2 separate regions of the Zea mays genome follow, and region 1 is linked to region 2. Evidence: chromatin contacts called from public ChIA-PET data. All regions are on one chromosome and are shown on one strand. Each heading gives the region's core, a stretch centred on a gene start, on an enhancer-like site or on the middle of the called end of the contact. The rest is flanking DNA. Distances are from core to core; before and after follow the strand shown. Region 1 has its middle 20 kb from the start of LOC103643872. Region 2 holds the start of LOC103643870 (serine/threonine-protein kinase MPS1).

Region 1 (3,720 bases), core at 302-2,801, 120 kb before region 2:
ATATTGTCTCTTATTAGTACTGGATGATGAGATATGTCTTATTATGACTATGGATGAGACTTTTGTAATGTAATTGATAAGACTATGGATGAGACTTTTGTGATGTAATTGATGAGACTATGGATTTAAATATTGTTATGTGATTGTGTGTGAGATATTTTATGTGAAAATATGTTGTGCTATATATCTGTTGATATATTTATTATGTTGTGGAATCTGGTGTAAAATAAAAATAAACAACATTTGTAATGCTGGTCAAATTAACTTCCTAAAGGCTTATTAAGTCGTAGGAAGTTAGCCAGTGCTACAGTCAGAAGTTAGCCAGCTAACTTCCTAGGGGCTACAGTAAGCCGTAGGAAGTTAGTCACGCTGCAGTCAGCCGTAGGAAGTTACTTGTAGGAAGTTAGTCAGCTGACGGCGCTGACGGCGTGAAGCTACTAACTTCTGAGAATCTACTAACTTCCGAGAGGCTTTTTGGCTGTAGGAAGTTAGCTAACTTCCTAGAGGCCTATAGGAAGTTAAGCTAACTTCCGAGAGTTTAGGTAACTTCCTATAGTTTAGACCTAATTTTTTAGGGTTTAGACTCTATGAAGTTTACTATTTTGGTGTAGTGTCACTCACGCCTTAGGTAGCCTACGGGCTACGGTGGTGAGGCCAGCTTGCTAAAGTTCTTGGGTAGACAAAGGTTTTCTCTAGACAAAAGAGGGATCGAAAATATATATATGTTGAGACTTTCAATTCTACTACCATTTCTACGTATAATTTTAGGCTTTTTAGCCTTTAAATGTGGGGAGCAAAAACAGAGGTGAACGGAAGGGAAGAATCAGCGCTGAGCGGCAGCACCTGATCTATGCAAAAGTTGCAAGCCGTTGGGCTGGCGGTCCAAATATTTCCTGCTGCCGCACAGCCGGCGCTAGCCGCGCTCTAGGCTCCGGCGTCCGAGGCCACACAGACACAGTCAACAACACGCGCATGCCTCAGAGCCGCATAGATGGACCGATCGATCGAGTTCTGAACTCCGAAATAACTCGGCGATAGTACAAGGCAACGGTGGCAGTGGCACGCACGGCAACGGCAACCCGATGGAAGGCCTTTATTTGGCACCGGCGTGCACGCCGCGCGCCGAACCACTGTTGGAGCGCCCTGCCGCGAGCATGCAGGTGCAGCGTGCAGCACCTGTGGCATTGCCCTTCCCCGTTGCAGCACAGTGTTCTGCTTGGGTTGCCAGTTGCATTTCTCCATGCCGTCCCCGGTCGGCTTCTCGAGCCCTGTGCATGGATGCAAGCAGGAGCAGCAAGCGGCAGCCGCAGCTCGTCTGCGACCGTGAGCTAGCCTGCAGCAGCGGCCAAGCCAAGGCGGCGGCAGGTTCTTGCTACAGAAGGCTAGAGGCTACTCTTGCCGCACGCTCCAACTACGCCGAGACGTACGTGCGTGTTGTTGTTGCCCGGTCACGTACACGCACTATTTGCTCAGGCCATCTCGTCTGTCCTCCGGCCGCCAGCTAGGAAGCGCCAAGCCGTACGGTGGAGTATATCTCCAAAAGGAATGGTGAATCCGCCGAGCCGGGACTGCGCAAAGGATCGCCAAAGTCGCGTCATCACAGCCGTCGAGGTAGTTGTCGGGTGCGGCCGCGTCAAGCCCTCTCTCAATCCGTATTAATCCCCTCCAATCCATATAGATTAAAAATAACCGAACAGGCCTTTAATAGAAGATAATAGAAGAGCTATGTGCAGCGCCTGATGTGCTGTGCACGCCGGACGGGATGGCGATCCACTTGTTGCAGTGCTTCTCGCTCGTGCGTTGAACTGAACGCACGCACTGCCGGCGCCGAGGCGCGAGGACCTGTGAGATGCATGTTGTTGTGCAGGGGACGAAGTTTTCGAGAGCGTGTCGTGAATCACGCAGATCGGCTTGCAGTGCTCAGTTGCGCACCTACTATTGAACTGTAGTACTACCAGCTGATAGTTGCAACGCTGCACATTGAAGGTGGGCGTAATTTGCCGGAAGATGGACCACATGGGCTGTGCCACTGGCCCAGCGGGCTGACATAGCCCATCCCAACGTTTGAGTCAAATAGCTCACCTAGCGCAAGGTCAATAATTACTCAGTCGTCGAAAATATAAGTCCAATGTGTATCGTACTATCGTGCCGAAGCCAGACTATCATGCTTCATCACATGGAAGTGTAATTAAGAGGAGAGAGAAACTTTCATGGACATGACTGTAACTTGACGAAATGCGTCAGGCACCGGTGGACAAAAGAATTTAATGAACATGTTTTCTATGATCTGGAACTGAACATAAAAAGTGTTTTTTTCTCGTTGATGGGGTCTCCGAATTATGACGAGTGAATTTGAGTTCTCTTTAGGGCTGAGCATTCGGTTTTATTGGTTATTCGGTGCGGATTATTCGGTGTTAAAAAAAGTTTGGTGCTTGGAAAATGGAAACCAAGCTTTTTGTTTAGAAATAAAAACCGCACAATTTAGTGTTCGGTTTTTCTGGTTTCGTTTTGGTACTACCACAATCACCAAACAAGTAGCAAATTAAAACTACAAACATAAAATTGCCTAAAAAACATATTAATAGTTCATCAACAAGTACTTAATAAAACTGCATAAACAATCTAGTGTCGAATAAGAGTAACTAACTCATAGTTCTTAAAAATTAAAATGATATGAGTCTAGGGTTTAGGACCTTATATGAGTTGTTTGTTGGGCATCAAGGTAGGTTTGCTAAATTTCGGTTTTTGCTGTGCGAATATTGGAAACCGCACCAAACACCAAATAGAGCTAAAATCTAAACCACGCCAAACATCAAAAATCAAATATACCACAAATTTCGGTGTATGGTGTACGGTTCGAACGATGTTTGATAATTTTTTGCCCACCCCTAGTTCTCTTCGCAAAACTCCGCCACAACGCACGTGGATTTTTTGCGCCGCCGCTGCTGAGCGTGGCAGGCTTGGCAATCAAACACACTCTTGCTTTGTATCTAGATATTATACATACATTATAACTTAATAGTCTAAAGTTTTACTAAAAATAGGTTCGTTATATTTGTCAAAGCTATTTATAACTTTGTTACAATCTATATCCAGGATTTTACATATTGACAACACAGAATTAAGCCTGCTAAATTTGTTAGAAGAACTTCAATAATATTCTTTGCGCCAAAATGTAGGTTGTTTTAGCTTGACATAGTTTAAAATAAGAGATCCAAATTACTCCTCCATTTTTTTACTATGTTGAGATAATCCCTTAAACTAACAATTGGTTCAATTTACCACTGTTCTTAAGGTGTCGCCTAAGCGACGTCTAGTCGTCGCCTAGGCGTCCGGGCGGTGGTCTATCGCCTAGGCGCCTTGCCCGCCTACCTCGCCTAGGCGTCGCCTAGGCGCCGTCTAGACGTCCAGGCGGTGGTCCAACGCCTTAGACCGCTTTACCGCTTTAAAAACATGCAATTTACTCTATTCAACAAATTATTCAATTTTCACCTTAAAAACATTTTCCTTTTTATTTCACTCTACATAAATTATGTTTTAGTTTCAAAAGTTTATTTTTTATTTCTCTAGAGACAAATTGTGTTTTACTTCCAATTTTTGTGAGGTGATAGAGGATATTATATTGTGCGCAAAAAAATACATTACGATTTTCGTATGATTGTATTTTGTATGATATTATATCTCTAGAGTTATTTTTTATTAATTTTCTAAGCTATCAAA
Region 2 (3,550 bases), core at 414-2,913:
TCCATGATTCTGATTACGAGCCTCTTGGATCCCTCTCCGAGACAAATTAGACGCATCATATTCGATATCCATATCAGCTGCTATATCAACAGTTTGAAGCTCCTGATGGTTCTTCTGGTGATCATTCTGAGCTCCTTGATTTGCAGGAAAATTATCTCCTGCCGTCAATGAAACAGAATGTAGATAAGACAACATACTGTCCATTCTACTATCCACAGTGATGCATATATTATCACCTGCAATGTAAACTGATAACTAAACATGTACACAACTTTGCAGTTAAGTATCAAAGAAAGAAAAGGTTCCTTACTTTGTGACGTCAACTGTGGATTAACAACCGAATCAAGCTGTCCTTTCTTGAAACTTTCCCCCATCAATGCATTGCATGATGTAATTTGAGATGACAAAGCATCGAAAGCTGACTTCTCTGTATCCATCAACAGATTAGCCTTGTTTTTCTGCTGGCCAACACGTTGTGCACAGGTATCAGTGGTACTTTTTAGCATTGAGGGTGCTGTCAACATCAACTCATCTGGGGCAGAGGACCCTAATTTAGAAGTGCTATCGACTTTCTGTTGATCAGGCGTCACATTTGGCAGCATAGAGGGTCCCAACATGCCTCTCTGAGGCTGCGTAACAATTCGTTCCTGGTCTTTCGAAACAGAAGGGTTGGCACCAATTTTATTTGCACGCTCACCTCCGGAAACCAGGACCCGTGTTGCTCTTGGAAGTTTAGACTGCATTGGACCTGGAGCAAGGTCAGTTAGAAGCTGATCTAAATCATATCTGACATAATTCATTTGGATACCAATACAGTATACCAACTCGAGACAACATCACAGATAACTGAAGTTCCTAGAAACTCAACGACAGTGACAAAACCACGAAATCAGGTGCAACCATCACATTTTTTTATACGCTACCCAGTAAATCAGAAATATACAGAAGGTAAAATGCATCAACATAATTAGATTCGCCGAGGATAAGCGCCAAACATAAACTAGAACCCTAGACGGAAACAACATCAGAGAAGGGTAGGAATCCATAGCCGAATCCACTCACCGAAAGGCCTCTGCCGCTTGACAGCTGCATGAATCTGTTGCAGGAAGTGGGGAGGGGAGAGCGTGAGAGACGAGGACAACCCTGACGACGACGTCAGGTTGGTGGCGGCCGTGTCCCCGCCGGTAGGGACCGCGACGCCCTTAGCGGTTTGGGTTCCGTGGGCGTAGGAGGGCGCTGGGGGGCGAGTGAAGCTATCCCTGTTCTCCATAGACGGCGGCGGGAGAGACGGCGATGTGGCCCACCGGCATCTCGCCGGAGCGGCGGATCGGCGACGCTAGGGTTGCCTGAAGGCCAACTGTGGGTGAATCGGTGCAGTCAGCAGCGGGCTGGGAAGGCGTCACCGGGCGTGGGCTGGTAGGTGGCCATGAGACGGGAAGGCAGAGCTGAAGCGAATCGAAGCGAGCGGCTGGAGCCTGGAGGGGAGCGGGGGAAGGGAATGTGGGAGGAAACCACAAAATTTGAAATGAAGACAAAAAAAAAATCTCAGAGAGTCAGAGAGCTCCGAGGGAAAAAGGTAAAGGACTGGAACTGAAGGAAGGGTTCGTAAGCAATGGAGCTTGTGGTGCCGGATAGTTGAGTACGCTTTTGGAGTGCCGGCCCTACGTCGAACACTCGACTGTTTATTTTCGCTAGTGTATCACTAGACATTGCTTAAATAAAATAGTTATCTAAATACGATTCAAACTTATAAATTAGTTGAGTGCAAAAAATAAGGTATATGGTGTGCGGCCAGACAAGATAAGTTTTCTCTCTTTTTTTCACGCTCGCGAGATCAGAGACGGTGAGAAAAGATGTACTAAACTATAGATAATCAAATGAGTTGTGCCTAGCAAGCCGACCTAGTGTTCATGAGTCCTCAATAGTGGTGCCCTAGGTCACTATCTTTATAAATGAGAAGCCAGAACAATCTCGTGTGGAAAGTAATGAACCTATTCAAGAGAATCTTAGAAGATCTCAAAGGAAAACAAAAGGTCTGTAAGAAAAATAGACCCCGGGCCATTTGGCTAAATAAGTTTTGGTGTTTGATGATCAACATAACATGTGGACTAATGTGTTTGCCAGTGTTTGTGTTTGTAGTTCACAGGATGCTAAAGTTACTTGGACCAAGACATTGAGGAAAGTAACACCTCAAAAGAAGACATTATGAAGATCAAGTAAAGTCCAAGAAACAAAGGAAGTGTTGCCGATGGGTTGTCTGGTCTGGAGCACCGGACTGTCCGGTGCACCAGAAACAGTAGCCCTAACGGCTAGTTCCAAGTGTCTGCGCGTCAACGGTCAACTGCAGTGTCAGACCAACGGCTAGGCGCACCTGTCGGGGACCATAATTAGGGGTACCCCCAAGACTCCTAATCTCAGCTGGTAACCCCCATCAGCACAAAGCTACAAAGTCCTGATGGGCGCGATTAAGGTCAAGGCTCAGTCCACTCAAGGGACACGATCTCGCCTCGCCCGAGCCCGACCTCGGGCAAAGACAGCCGACCCCGGAAGATTCACGCCTCGTCCGAGGGTCCCCTCAAGCAACAGACGCACCGTCGACTCGCCCGAGGCACAGCTCGGGTAGGCTTCGCGGAGAAGCAACCTTGGCCAAATCGCCACACCAACCGACCATATCGCAGGAGCATTTAATGCAAGGACCGTCTGACATCTTATCCTGACGCGCGCTCTTCAGTTGACAGGGCCGAAGTGACCACAGTCACTTCGTCGCTCCACTGACCGACCCGACAGGAATACAGCGTCGCCTGCCCTGCTCCGACTGCCGTGCCACTCGCCAGAGTGAGGTTGACAGCGGCTAAGTCCAGCCTCGGGCGACATAGGAAGCTCCGCCTCGCCCGACCCTAGGGTTCGGCCCTCGTCTCGGCCTCGGAAGATAGACTCTGCCTCGCCCGACCTCAGGGCTCGGACTCAGCCTCGGCTCCAGAAGACGATGGACTCCGCCTCACCCGACCCCAGGGCTCGGACTCAGCCTCGGCTCCGGAAGACGACGAACTCCGCCTCGCCCGACCCCAGGGCTCGGACTCAGTGAAAATCGCCTAGAGGGGGGGTGAATAGGGCGAAACTGAAATTTACAAAGTTAATCACAACTACAAGCCGGGTTAGCGTTAGAAATATAATTGAGTCCGCGAGAGAGGGTGCAAAACAAATCACAAGCGAATAAAGAGTGTGACACGCGGATTTGTTTTACCGAGGTTCGGTTCTCGCAAACCTACTCCCCGTTGAGGTGGTCACAAAGACCGGGTCTCTTTCAACCCTTTCCCTCTCTCAAACGGTCCCTCGAACCGAGTGAGCTTTCTCTTCTCAAATCAACCGGGAACAAAACTTCCCCGCAAGGACCACCACACAATTGGTGTCTCTTGCCTTGGTTACAATTGAGTATTGATCACAAGAAAGAATGAGAAAGAAGAAAGCAATCCAAGCGCAAGAGCTCAAAAGAACACGACAAATCACTCTCACTAGTCACTAATGCTTTTGTGGAATTGGAAGATGATTT

Evidence for each region. ChIA-PET counts read pairs in DNA pulled down with a chosen protein or histone mark.
Region 1: a contact with region 2 is called in an H3K4me3 ChIA-PET map of seedling, with 5 times the contacts expected there. The contact joins the enhancer-like site here to the promoter of LOC103643870 in region 2. A contact is called at or near these places in 10 of 25 Hi-C or Micro-C datasets (bundle sheath, ear, endosperm and 4 more) and 1 of 3 datasets of contacts at active chromatin or transcription factors (seedling).

What each region holds. Positions count from the first base shown.
Region 1 is chr1:272,015,697-272,019,416 of Zm-B73-REFERENCE-NAM-5.0, reverse strand. No RefSeq gene overlaps it. Among protein-coding and RNA genes, the nearest start is that of LOC103643872, 20 kb to the left of the region's middle. Within about 2 kb of position 1,551, at least 20 of the 20 cell types and tissues checked have an H3K27ac peak or open chromatin away from gene starts, as enhancers often do. A contact at or near this core is called in bundle sheath, ear, endosperm and 4 more, where this site is marked.
Region 2 is chr1:271,892,201-271,895,750 of Zm-B73-REFERENCE-NAM-5.0, reverse strand. It overlaps LOC103643870 (serine/threonine-protein kinase MPS1), which reads right to left and starts at 1,663. Exons shown (of 6, transcript XM_008667049.3): 1 at 1,063-1,663; 2 at 311-748; 3 at 1-236. The coding sequence starts at 1,270.